Regions from separate parts of the Hordeum vulgare genome. Here all the other regions are linked to region 1. The links are chromatin contacts, called in public Hi-C and HiChIP or PLAC-seq maps. All regions are on one chromosome and are shown on one strand. Each heading gives the region's core, a stretch centred on a gene start, on an enhancer-like site or on the middle of the called end of the contact. The rest is flanking DNA. Distances are from core to core; before and after follow the strand shown. Region 1 holds the start of LOC123406225 (dual specificity protein kinase YAK1 homolog). Region 2 holds the start of LOC123401430 (rop guanine nucleotide exchange factor 14). Region 3 holds the start of LOC123402163 (syntaxin-22-like).

The links. A called contact is a pair of places that touch in the nucleus more often than the background predicts. HiChIP or PLAC-seq counts read pairs in DNA pulled down with a chosen protein or histone mark.
Region 2: a contact with region 1 is called in a Hi-C map of leaf, with 7 times the contacts expected there. The contact joins the promoter of LOC123401430 here to the promoter of LOC123406225 in region 1. A contact is called at or near these places in 2 of 6 Hi-C or Micro-C datasets (leaf and seedling) and 1 of 1 datasets of contacts at active chromatin or transcription factors (embryo).
Region 3: an H3K4me3 HiChIP or PLAC-seq map of embryo shows a contact between it and region 1, with 5 times the contacts expected there. The contact joins the promoter of LOC123402163 here to the promoter of LOC123406225 in region 1. A contact is called at or near these places in 1 of 6 Hi-C or Micro-C datasets (leaf) and 1 of 1 datasets of contacts at active chromatin or transcription factors (embryo).

The regions. Positions count from the first base shown.
Region 1 is chr6H:461,693,804-461,698,229 of MorexV3_pseudomolecules_assembly, forward strand. LOC123406225 (dual specificity protein kinase YAK1 homolog) reads right to left here and starts at 1,999. Exons shown (of 18, transcript XM_045099712.1): 1 at 1,301-1,999; 2 at 316-515. The coding sequence starts at 1,477.
Region 2 is chr6H:461,917,551-461,922,024 of MorexV3_pseudomolecules_assembly, forward strand. It overlaps LOC123401430 (rop guanine nucleotide exchange factor 14), which reads right to left and starts at 1,764. Exons shown (of 8, transcript XM_045095240.1): 1 at 1,537-1,764; 2 at 111-239. The coding sequence starts at 186.
Region 3 is chr6H:461,940,028-461,944,918 of MorexV3_pseudomolecules_assembly, forward strand. It overlaps LOC123402163 (syntaxin-22-like), which reads right to left and starts at 3,415. Exons shown (of 7, transcript XM_045096042.1): 1 at 2,976-3,415; 2 at 2,682-2,775; 3 at 2,390-2,526; 4 at 883-957. The coding sequence starts at 3,145.

The DNA of each region.
Region 1 (4,426 bases), core at 749-3,248:
GTGAAATGAAATGATGAATCATAAGTTAACCAATCTGAACCCTGAGATGAGCAGCTGTGGAAAAAAATTGAACTGGCTAGATCTATTTACCAAACAAGTTCTACATTAAAACCAAATATTGCAAGAGAATTTTGCATATATTTCTTCTTCACATACTTTGATTTCTTGTTAATTCTCATAAATAATGAGGCCCTCCAAGTATTCATAGATATTTCTAACTTACAAAAATCAACTTGTTGCGGCTAAAAATGCTGCAAGTAACCAACAAGAAACAAGAATGTGAAAGCTGGTACATTGGAAAATAACTAAACTAACCTCCGGTCTGACTTCTTATTAACCAATTCCAAATTGACATACAAGATGAGATCATAATTTGCATTATCATGCCCATCATTGTGAACAGGAACTGCAGGATTGGTGAGGAAGTACTTGGGATTTAGTGAATCTGAGAAATTAAACTCAGGATTGCATTTTTCAAAAGTTTGGACGATGCCCCTGGTCAATCTTGCGACAATCTGCAGGAAAACAGTTGATTCAGAGTGGTATATCAGAGGTGTATGGGCATGTGGTGCATATGAACAATGGTAACAAACTGAATTATAAATGCACCGCCATCTTTTCATCCTATAACACACTAATTGAGAGCGGCAACAGTGTTAAAGGATGTTCTTATAGCATTGCACTATTCGTTGGATGGTATAGGCAGGTTTGCATTGTCCAATGATCCATTTTTTTTTTTAAGATATCAACTAGGATCCTGACACACTTTTAGTTGTGCGCTTGCGTAATATCTCCGAATCATTTATACTTGGAATCTCTTTTACAGTAATGATGGATTGGAATAGCAAGTCAAGCAACACGAAGCATGTATTGTATATGAAATTAAACACTGTGAATGATCTTTGCAGACAAAATAGGTGTGATTAATGACTGGTAATGCTAATAACAGTCAGAAATGAAGTTTGCCTCTGATTAATCAAAATACAATTTGAGCGGACCACACTGCTCCAGCTGGTCAAACTATAGTTGCCTGAACCGTGCGTCCAAGCAGCAGGAACGGTTCTGATTCGAGTAGTTCAAGTCACCGAAGTTTAAGATGTATTGATTTCTTAAGCTGTAACGGTTTCGTACCAGCGTTTCATCCTAATTAATTTCCAGCTACGACGACCACTGTGAATCGCTAAATCCAATTGACAATTCAAATTCAGCACGGTGAGCACGAGAATAGCTCCAAAAGGGACAGCAAGCAAGCAAGCATCTTTTGTTAGCCCCGTGGGAGGGGAAGGTGTAGGAAACGTACAGGCCTCTTCCTGACGGCGCGTAGATTGCTTGAACGGGCGGCAACCCCATTGCCCCGGGCGTACGGCGCCTCCGCCCGGTCGCCCACCACCGCAGCAGCGTAGGACCGGAACACCGTGAACTTGGACGGCGCCCACGGCGGCCCCGCCGCCTTCCTCTCCCTCCCAGTCCCCTCCATTCGCCTCAAGCAACCACCTCCCAACAGCGCCCGCGGAGATCAAGTGCCCAACAACAACAGCAACAGAAAGAAGTCAGCCCAATCCGCACCAGCCCAGGCTCCTGTTGGGATCACGGCAACGCACTCCGAAGCAGAAGCGGCAGCAGCAGCAGACTAAGCGGCCGCCGGCGGAGTAAAGCTGCATCCTATGAAGCGGCCATCGCCCAATGCTACTCCGGCCCGCGCCCCCGCCGATCCGATCTCCCCGGCCCTCCGCCGCCTCCTCTCACCGCTTGGGACTCCCCCTGGCGGGGCCAACAGCTCGGAGCCGGACCGAATTGGGCGGGTAGGGTTTTGGGAAGGGGGCGACGGGATGCTCGTACCCGCCGCACTCGTGGCGGCGGCGGCGGGGAAGTGGAGGCGGTGGAGCAGTGGGGAATTTGGAGCGTGGCGGCGAGTCCCAATCCCCTCCTCCTCCCTCTTTCGTCTCTTTTCTTCCTTTCCTTCCTCGTCTCCGTCACCTCCTCCCCCTCTGTGGGTTTTTTTTCCGCTCGCCTTCTTTCCAGCTAATATTTATACGCGACTGGATTTTAATTACTGCGGTTAAGAAGTGGAGTTGTAACGCGTCCCCAGGGGCAACGGCCTGCCTGCAATTATCAACGTCGCCGCTCTAAGCACCGCTGTCATCGCGTGCTAGGCGGCGCAACTTCGCCATGCTGGTGCGATCGTGGCCGTCCGATCTGCCCATCGTGCGGCTCTAAACGGCCGGGAAATAATATATGTTCTATTTATTTTCCGCCGAAAGGGGTGCACAAAAAGATATTTGTATATATCTCGTATGACTCGGTGTCTGTGGGCTGCCGCTCACGCACACAAGTAACTGGCGAGCAATGAATGGCGAAAGATCGGGAAACGCGTATGTTGGACCGGCGCATTTTCTAAAGATGTGTAATGATCGAGCCATCACGATAAATGGATAGACGAGAAGTAATTTCCGGATACGTTTTTTCAAGATGGATGGATAAGCGAAGAGGGATTTCCGGATGCTTACAAGACCTGTAATGGCTGAATCTTCGAGATTGATGGATAGACGAGAATTAATTACCGGATGGGTTACAAGATGTGTAATGATTGAGTCATTAAGATAGATGGATAAGTAAGAAGTAATTTTGGGATGTGTTACAAGATGTATAATGGTCGATTTTCAAGATACATGGATAGATGAGAAGGGATTTTCGGATGCGTTACAAGATGTGTAATGACCGATTCTTTAAGATAGTTGGATAGATGAGAAGGAATTTCCACGCCTATTACAACATATGTAATGGTTGTATCTTCAAGATAGATGGTTAGAGGAGAAGTAATTTCCGAAAGTGTTACTGAAAGTTTAATGGTCAATTCTTCCAGATAGATGGATAGACAAAAAAGGATATGTTGCAGTACATGTAATGTTGGAGTCTTCATGATGAATAGATAGATGGAAAGTGACCACCTTCATTAGTGACTAAGATTTGAATCACACTCACGTCATCCACGGTGACGCCTATAGTTGAGTTCCCCTTGCCACCTGCATCATAAACAGGTAAGTGACGAGTTGGCGTCCGAAATTAGAAGATTGCCAGGTTATACTAAAACGTTGCAAGATATATGATATCGAGTGATATTATCAAAAATCCCATGTACATCGATGACTATGCTTCATGATATGTATCTACGTCATCACATCTGATCTAGAGTTGAACTTTGCAACATCGTTCATGATAAAGAAAAGGTCAACAACGTGAAGATGCAAGAGATATAAGGATCAACGGCTTGACCGAAAGCATACAAAGATATGGTTGCATCCCTAAGATCGTGCTAGGGAGGGTCTAGGCCCAATCATAGGAGGTCGGTGGCCCTGGTGTAATCACTCAAAGACGCTCACACATATGCATTATTTGGGCCATACTAGAGAACTATGGACAGTTCAACACCCCTAGGCCCAACTTAGCTCCATTCTTTGTGTGCTTCTAGGATCGCCGCTAGGTCGAGCTACACAACAAGGATGACAAGTACTCTTCTTGAATCGGTAATATATATTGCGAGACAAAAGGAATGGTGCGACAACACATTCACTGGTGCAACAACGTGCTATATAAACGATTTTTAATCTCTTTTCACGACATGGTTTTAAACCGATGCCTAGCGTGTGTGGGTGATAAGGGGGTCCATCTCACACGACACGGAAAACCCGTCGGCGATTATAACTAATGAACGCAAATGTTTGGCAAACCTAAGCGTATGGGATGTCCGCATCTATCGCAAACGAGAGTTACCGGTCAACCGTTTGAGATATGGCATACTTCTCATACGGCCCATCCTTATAACTCGTGTGAGAGCACACTAACACCGCACACACTATTTTGTGGCGCACCGTTTACTATGTGTGCCTGTAACGCCCAAGATGCGACCCTATCCGCAATTTGGCACGAGGGCCTCGTCAGGGATAGAAGCGCATCTCGTCATTTCACAAGAATGGATATCGTTACAAATACATGTACTGAAAAGATGAGATATATGGAATTGGCTTACACTCGCCACAAGCTACATCAGAATCACATCAGTACAATACATAAACATCATGAAGAAGAGCAGGGTCCGACTACGGATGAAAACAAACGAGAAAAGAAGAACGACGTCCATCCTTGCTATCCCAGGCTGCCGGCCTAGAACCCATCCTAGATCGATGAAGAAGAAGAAGAAGAAGAAGCAACTCCAAATGAAAAATCAACGCGCTCGCGTCAAGTAACCTTTACCTGTACCTGCAACTAATGGTGTAGTAATCTGTGAGCCACACGGGACTCAGCAATGTCATTTCCAAAGGTATCAAGACTAGCAAAGCTTAATATGTGGGGCAAGGTTAAGTGGTGAGGCTGCAGCAAGCGAATAAGCATTTGTTTGAGGTGGCTAACTTACGAGTACAAGAATAAA
Region 2 (4,474 bases), core at 514-3,013, 220 kb after region 1:
AAAGAACACCACATGAACAGATCAAAACTTGAACAAAAAATGGTACTACACTCCCGTCTCCCGGGAAGGAAGGAAGGAAGGAAGAGGGAGGGATAGGGGTATGTGCTTACTTTCCGGCTCTTGGTCCATGTCGACGCTGAAATCCTGCGGCCGCCGCCGGCAGCACGCCAGCGTCTTCATCCTCATCTTCCTCCTCCCCGACAGGCGCCCGCCACCCGCACAATCAGTGGAACCCGAACCTGAAACCCCAGAGAGACGACGTCACAACGGGCAGCAGAGCCGGACGAATACCAATCTCAAAACCAACTAGTAAATGCGCTGCTGCATGCAATAAAACGCGGGGAGCCGTACGCGGCGGCGATTGGAGGCGAGGCGACCGGCGAACAGCAAGAGAAGAAGGAGGCGGGCTCCCGTCAGTACGGCCGCAGATTTTAATCCCCTCGCCCCTCCCTCCCTTTAATTTGTTTACCGCGACGCGCCACCTCCCTCTCACGAACGATCGCGCCTTTTCAGATGCTGCTACTGGATAATGATTGACGCATCAGCAGCAGTGCGCAAAGGCAAAAGCGAAAAAGAAAGAAAGAAAGAATTACTACTATGCTATGCTCGCCTGGCGGAGGAGCAAATCTAGCAGCGAGGATATGCGGGAATGGGAAGCATTGACGGCGCGATATTGCGCGTGCATTTACTGGTTTACTAATCGGAGGCGTCGGGCTGATGCAAATCCGTGGTGCATCTTTCCTGTCCGGACGGGGATTAATGGGCGCACAACGGAAACGGAGGGCGATGGATACGGCTGGTGGTGACGCGTCAGGGGGAGGGCTCGCCGGTCGAGGCCTGGCGGCCGTGCGGGCGGTGGTGGTGGTGCGGAGGGGCGTCGGGACTTTGAACTTTGAATTTTGAACTGGGACGGTGGATGGGAAAGAAACGGGATTCACGAGGACATGGGCTGTGGTACTAGGCTTTCTGTTGTGAGCTGAGCTTCGCTATGCTACGCTAGCTTTTAGTGCGGGACGACGACTGTGGGACGGAAAGCGACGACGACCTGAGGAAAAAAAGATGTGTGGGGGCGAGGTGGTGAAAAGAGGTGAGGTGAAAACTGAAAAGGCCCCGGGGTTTGTTGGCTCGCGGCTTTTCCTCCCCGGCGTTGGTGCCGCGCCGCGGAGCAGCGGGCTGATGACGACCTGACGACGGCCTCTCGTCTCGCGAGAACGGTGCCGTGGTGACAGCTTTTTTCATGGCGATGGAGATGGAGATAGAACGGAGCAGGAATAAGGTTCGAGGGGGGAGGGTTGGAGCTCGAGTCGCGCCGGCATTTCAAAGGGGCCAAGTTGTTGCGAAATGTAGAGGGGAGGGGAGCGGCGGTACCTTTGCGGCTGCGTCGGGAGCCAAGAAGTCAGCGGCCCGAGCGCTCCGGCATGGATCTGCGGCCGGGGAAACGAGGGGCGAGTCGTGGTGAGGAAGAGGGCCTCGATCGAGAAGGAAACCATGAGCGAATGGAAATAAGACTAGCTGCCTGACTGGGCACGAGCTTACCAGTGTGCTGGTGGTCCGAGCGGAGGGCGGGCACGCCGGCCTCGAGCGTGAAGAGACGGAGGAAGAAGGGGAGGGACGGAGTGTGTCTCTGTGTGTGAAGGGGGGCTGGGGTAGTGGTGGTGGTGGTACTCTGTGCGTGTGTGTGTGTGTCTGACTATGGAGATGTGTTTGCGATAGAGAGATAATAAATGCGGCAAGAAGGGAGAAAAGAACAGAAAGCGGAGCGAAACCAGGAAGCCAGGCATGGCATGTGAGCGTGCAGGTGCCGGATCAAATATACTACTCCCGCGACCACACCATCAACTCAACGGCCTCCCTCCTCCTGGGATTTGCTCCGTACCACCGCTAACTCGGGATGGAAACGGGCCGACCCGGCACTCCCCTTAGAACAAAGCTAGCAAACCCCGCATCCCGCCGGTCCGTAAAATGCGTTTATAGTTCGTGCAAAATCTTTTTTGCCGGTCGGTGCGGGCTCACATGAATGCAGATCCTTTAAACGGATTCGTAAAAAAAAATATTTGCGAAATATGTTTTTTTACGTATCGGTTTCTGCGGGTTCTGCTCGGCTCCACCGAGACGACCCGCAAACAGAAAAACTGTAAAATTCGCATTTGATATAAGGTTTGACAAACAAGTTCAAATTCAAACGACATAAACAGTTTGGACGCAAATGAAAGCGAAGTTCATTACACAAAAGAGGGCATTGCAAAGGTTTGCGCCCATGTCCGGCATCATCTTGGGGGTCGATCTTCACTCCGCACCATGGAGTCCATATTGAAGTTCATCGGCGCCACCGAATCCACCTCCGTCGCTTGTTCCAACTCTCGCACCGAAATCATCCACATTGGCACCATATGGAGCAGAGAAAACATCATCGGAACTGGAACACGGACCGGCCGAGGCGACCATTTTCCTCTTCAAAATCTCTCTCCTTGCCATATCATGTCATGTTTTGGTGAGGTCGTCCATGTCATTACGGTTCATTGACATGTTCTTGTTCTCCTCGGCAAGCAACAATGACATCGATTTGTTTTCAGAGGCGCGTGCTTTTCTCTCCTCAATGGCAGCTTTGCGGAGCCCCTCTTCCTTGAGCATTTGTCATTTTTCTTGCTTCTCTTTTGCCTTCTTCTCGGTCAACTCTTTCTTGATCTCCAACGACTTCAACAACATCAACTTGTTTGATTGCACCATGGCATCAATCTTCTCCCTCAAGCTCGCTGCTTCTTGTCCTCTCTTCATCTTCTCCCTCGGTCTTCTTATCGCCATCGGGCTTGTGCAAATTTCTTGGGTCATCATCATCCTCATCTTCATCCATGTTTATAAGTGAGCCTCTCTTTGGTGGGGATTCTTTGTCGATCAATTTTCACTTCTCGCACTTTTGGAGCAGCTCACAACAATGCTCTAATTTGAAGAATTTGCCTTCCGAAGCTTCCATGTCCTTGTATCTATGTTGAGCAATCTTGTCCTACAAAATGTGAACAAAGTGATGCAATCATTTCCCATGATACATTATGATGATGCATAACTTGAACAAAGGAAAAAAACAAACTCACATAGTCAGACTCCACGGTGCCACTTGGAGGTGCATTGCGTACTTGCTCCAAGCAAGCTGCCCAACGGCTGCACATAGGCTTGATATTCTCCCAATGCCCTTGAAGCGACCGAAATGTGCTTGGAGTCCTATTGGGATACTTTTTCATAATGCGAAAGTATTGATCTTTGATCCTTTGCCAATATCTCTTGGCGGTTTGAGAAACACACGTGCATGCATCAAGAGACATCCGCCCTTGAAGAGGCATACCTTCCAGCCATTTCGTCGAACACCTCGCTCGTGGTGGGAGCGGCATCGTTGAACGGCATCGCCAGAGCACCTCCTTGCGGGGGGATGAAGTCAGAGGTTGAATAAGGTGTCTTCCTTGAAGCCGGAACCTTCCTCCGCTTTACGCCCGCGGCCTTGCCGGCCTTCTTCGCCGTCAGCCGGGATCGCACTGCGGCGTTGGTGCCCGGAGCACGGGCCGTCGCGGCGATGGCAGACGGATTCCCGCCCTGCACGACCACATTGCCTTGCCGCTTGCGGGAAGGCGCGGCGTGTGCTTGGGCGACAGCGGCGAGGGCAACATGGCCACTCAAGGAAAAGGTTAAGAGATGGCACGATAAACGAAAACAGAAACTAGAGTTCAATGTAGGTGATTATGTCCTGCTATACAATTCTCGTTTAAGATTCTTCGCAGGCAAGCTTCTTTCTAAATGGGAAGGTCCTTACGTTATTGAGGAAGTATATCGTTCCGGTGCCATCAAAATCAATAACACGGAAGGAAATTTTCCTAGAGTGGTAAATGGGCAAATAATCAAGCATTACATCTCTGGTACTCCCATAAATGTTGAGACCAATATCATCAATGTCATAACTCCACAGGAGTACATAAGGGATGTTTATCACCCTGTTTCAGACCCTGAAAACGAGCAGGTATCTGTTTCGGCAAGAAATTGGACTCCGATGCTTTTCCAATAGGAAAATTCTCCGTTTTGGAATTTTTGGAAAATTAGAAAAATAAAAGGCAGTCCAGAGAGCGCACGAGGCGGCCACAAGCTTGGCCACCACCACCCCCTGGTGGCGGAGAGAGGGCTTGTGGGCACCTCGTGTGCCTCCCGGACTCTGTTTTCTTGCGGAGCACTCCTTCTGGTCCAGAAAAAATCAATATATATTCGCTTGAAAGTTTTGATCTCCGTATCGCGCAGTTTTCCTCTGTTTTCGTTTCGAGCTTGTTGTCTGCCGCAGATTTAGAGCAAAGATGTCTCAGGAATCTGTTGGGGAGAATGATCTTCACCAAGTTCATGAAGAAGTAGATGCTGATCTGAAAAGAGTAGAAGTCACGGAAGCCAGAGACCAAGCTAAGGAGAAAACCCAAGCTAGGGAGGAAGTTCAACCTATGTTCAA
Region 3 (4,891 bases), core at 2,165-4,664, 250 kb after region 1:
TGCATGCCTTATTTCAACACCATGTGTTTCAACAAACAAGACTTCCCAGTCTACAAAGTTATGTAACATAGAGCCCCTATGACTTCCGCATGTAATGCGGAATCGAGCAAAGTCCAACAATTTAGGAATGAAGAACTCTGAGTTAAGAAAGAAGCTTTGGACACATGGGTCGAGAGAGGACGCTGAACTCTACGACTCGAATACCTCATTGTCCCTCGGTAGTTCAGTGGTGGAGCGCTCAGCTTATGTTAATTTACTGGTGTAGTTTGAATCCTAGTTGGGGAGATTTTGTAAATAAATAAATAGAAGGGCTTGCTTTGACCCTTTGGAGTAGGTAACTCATTTGTCAATGCAGCAAAGCTTCAATTCATATCAACTTGTACAAACTCACGATAGTTACCATACTGCAAACAATTTGAATCCGGTCAAAATAGTGCATGAGCTGCGCGGGGGGCGGGGGGGGGGGGGGGGGGGGGGGGGGGGGGGGGGGGGGGCTCCCTCTATAAGAAATATAGGACGTTTTAGATCACTACTTTAGAGGTCTAAAACGTCCTATATTTCTTTACAGAGGGAGTACAATTTAGGCATGACACCTGTGAAAACATATAATCGGATCAAGAGATGCTAGAATTCATGAAGCAACATGCTGTCTACGAGACAAACTAAATACTGCAGAGTATTTACATGATCTTTCAGAAGTTCATAGTGCCTGTTCTATCACATCCACGATCAAGTATAAAAAGAATGCAACTACAATAGTCTGAATTTTTTCCATGTGAGAGGTGAACAGATAGTGGTGAGCAAATAAAGCTAGGCCATTGACAGCAAATAGCCTACCACGAACTTGAAGGAAGAGCAAAAAAGGACAACGAGAACACTGACCTGTTTGGTTCTGCAAGCAATGCTCGCTGTTCAGGCATTTTATCAGAATCAGATCTTCCATCATTTGTAGTATAGCTGTATCACAGCGGTCACAACAACAGTAAGGGATATTAAACAAGTCAAATCTGCACAATAGAAAGCTTATGTTGCCAGAAAAACAGCATCACTAGCAGAAGCCGTCGTCAAAATTGCAAGCAAAAAGTAGGGTAATTACAGAGAACAGGAAAAGACTATCTTATACTAGTTAAACGAGCATTTTCTGTATATACCAAAAGGGAGAGGAGTTGCTCTACTTAAATCCGGAAGTCAAGAATGAACAATAAATGTTTGATTATGCATACGAAACTAAATCCATCAGTCAGAGAAAAAAATGTCAATATAAGCCAGACAGCATCCCTGCTAAGGGTGTAGTATCAGGCATGATTTCCCATGAAAATTGCCACAATCAAGTTATAGTTTTCTAGAGTGGTACAATATGGTCAGAATGATTCACAGACAAAACATCATCGAAATGATCCAATTATTCCAAATTTAGTCTTCCCCTTCTCTCCATTAACGGGACAAAGTACGTAAATACTAGCGACTGGTTAGAATTAGATGCACCCCACTAATATCTGAATGTGACAGATCAGTAAAGGGAGCCTGTGCGAGATGTGTGCCTGCACAGAGCCCCCAAATATCTAGGGCCCCCAATTTGTTTCTATGCATTATACTTATTAGAAATAATTATGAGAATAGTCATGAATTTAAGATTATGCAATAAATACATGAGCTTTACTACTGGGTATCTGACCACCGCATGCAAGCCTCTCCCTTTTCATCTCGTCCAATCTCAGTTGCACATTTCTCTTTCTCTTCTAATTGCAGCGCACCATGGTCTTCCTCTTTCAATCACATGTGTAGCAAGCAGCATCCATGTGAAATTAACCACAACTTCAATTTTCTTCATAGCAGTATTCCCTTTGACTAATTTCTTTATAATTTCTCCAAAACATATATAAAATTAAAATTTTGAGTACATACTTATGTTCTACGATGACACAAGATATACTTAGTGGATTGGCTATTATAGCACTTGGAAATAAAGTTTAAGAGAAAAGCTTTTATGATAAATATAATTGAAGAGGAACGATATAATGATGGGAGGGCGGGCTGGCACAGCGGTATAGTCTCTCCACTTGTGGCCTGGAGGTCTTGGGTTCGAACTAGTCTCCTTGCAGGATTAAAGGGTAAGGTTGTATATTATCAGTTGTTTAAACACTTGTGTCACCATAGTCCCAGAGTGTCTGAGTATGTGTAAAATGTACTCCCTCTGTACAGAAATATAAAGATCGTTTAGATCACTATAGCCTCCAAAGAATGGATGACAACTGTGGTAATTCCAATTAATTTAAGATTCTGAACTGTGCAACTCATTTAACATATAAATGTGGGTGTTCAAGTGTAATGAAACACATGAGATAAAACTTGTGGATGAATTGATATTAGAGTGGACAAGCATTAATACCTTGGCTGAGCACTCTGGGTAACAACCGGCTTATATGCCATCTCCCTCTGAATTGCAAGATTCTGAAGTTTCCTGAATTCCTCCATCGTCGCAGCAAAATCTTTGGCAAGCTTCATGTCAGCTACCCGCTTGTCTGCCTGTAGGTGACACCCAAATTCATGAGCATCATGACAAACAGCTGACACTCATCTTAACCGAGCTTAAACTGCCTCATCCTGGCAGAAATATTGCTATTGATCTAAAAGAAGGGGATACAATTTGTATCGTAGGAAGGTGTTGAATTATTACTGACACTAGTTCCAGTGCTCTTGTCTGCTTCCGCAGTACTTGTCAGCTTCTCCTTCGCATCCTTGGCCAACTGCAGGACTTTATGACTAGTCTTCTGCCTGAGGAAATCGTTGTAGCGCAAAGTAATTCAGAAAGTGACACCAGCATGCCGTGAAGGCATTAGCCCCCCTCGATCCTAGTACCAATTAGAGCACAAGCCATGTGCTCCTAACTTGAAATGGGCAAAATTGCTTCAAATAACTAGCACATGATGAGATTAGTTCAGCGAGACGAGAGGGGGAGGGGGTTGAGGACGGACAGCTGATCGCGGAGGGTGGGCGTGTCCTTGGGCGTGCCGAGCGAGTTGAGGAGGCGGCGGTAGGAGGACACCGCGGTGGTGATCTGGAAGACGAGCGCGCGCGTGGCGTCGGCGCCCCTCCCCCTCCTGGGCGCCTGCAGCGCCCCGGACTCCAGATCCGCGAAGCTCATCGCCGATCCCTCCCGCCCTCCCGCGCCGTCGAGCCCGTACGCTCGGTCACGCCGCGCGGCGAAAGGTGGCGGAGGCGGTCGACCGGACTCGCCGGAGCGTAGGTAAGGGCAGGGGTCGCCGTCCGTCGCCACCGGCCACGCACGCAGTGAGGTGCCCCGGTTTCTTTATTATTCCATGGATTGGCTGTTGTTGCGATCGAATTGATTGATGAGAGAGGGGTGATAGGACAGCACGAGGTGGCACGAACAGAACAGGCGTCGCGGGCTCGATCCACGCCCGGGATTTGGGAGGAGTGCTTGGCGTCAACCGAACCGCACACCCGGCGGTCGCACTCGCACCGCTTTGGGTGAGTTGGGTTAGTCCAGCGGGGGGCCGGAGGACCAGCTGGTCGGCCGGAACGCCGAAAGTCGATCGCCATCGGGAATTATCGTCACGGTTGGATTATTTATTTTTTCAGAACCGCCTTCCTTCATATTCTACTAGTACAAATGCACGTGCGATCGGGCGAAAAAATAGACATAACCTACTTCATGTCTCATTGTACATCAGTTTTTAATATCCATTTTAATAAACATTGATAACATGATTAAACGTGGGAATTTCATTATCTTTTCAATAAAAGTTAACGTTTTAGCAAAAGAACCCGTGCGTTGCGATATGTATGAAAAAAATTCAGGGTTTACATGATATTCGACAGTTTATCTATCATGGTGAAATAGTGAGTTTTATTTCTCAATCTGTTATATTCTTCCTCGTCTTATCATGAATTTGTATTTATTACTTGACCACTTCAAAGATAAAATGGCCCATTAGAGAGTAATGAATTTACAATGCTTGATACTTTTTTGTTGTTGTACTACCGCCAGCAGTAGGAGCACACCAACTACACTAACACGGCTACTTCCCTTGACACTATCATTAGAGGTCGAACATGATAAGGATTAGGACATGTGAAGTTGCGGGTGAGATGATATGACGAAGGCGAGTAGCCACGGGAATGGAGGTGGTGCACGAAAGGACCGAGGACATGGTCGGCGTAGGCATGACCACATGCTTCTCTCTCTCTCCCTAGCTAGCATGCACGGCAAAATATGAAGCAACCACTCCTCGAGACCCATTTCAAGCATGATGCATTGTTGTCGTATTTTCTCAACGCTTCATCCTTTCTCTCATCAGCGGCATGAAAACATCCAGACTCGAGGAATATATTGATGATTAGTTAGTCGAGAGGTGAGCCCCAAATATATTTTCCATAAATAAATAGTATTTCTTTTCAATATTTTTTAAACAAATCTTTCTAATATTTGAGGCACACATCTTTTAAGTACTATAACTATTAATGTATTCATAATTAAGATTAAAATATTGTAGGCTTAAACATTGAGTGTATGCTAGCAGAGATCGACATCTAGCTCTACAAAAAAAAGACATCTAGCAGCAGAGAAAACAGTGCAACATGTTGCACTCAATCCCATCAAGAATTATTTTTCCACCGCTCAATTCTTATCTTCTCCACCGACCACACAGTGGCACTTCTCCATCCACCATCCTTGTACGCCATCGACAATCGACCAGCACCACCAGACCTCCTCCCGCGCCTCCGCCACAGGCCCAGCCAGCACTCGCACGCGCAGGCTCGCCGCCAGCTAGGAGCCCATACATAGCCAGCCGCACTGCAACAACTCCGACGCTTGTATGTCGCCTCCTGCACCTCCCCCTCGAGCCAGACGCCTGCACCCTCGCCT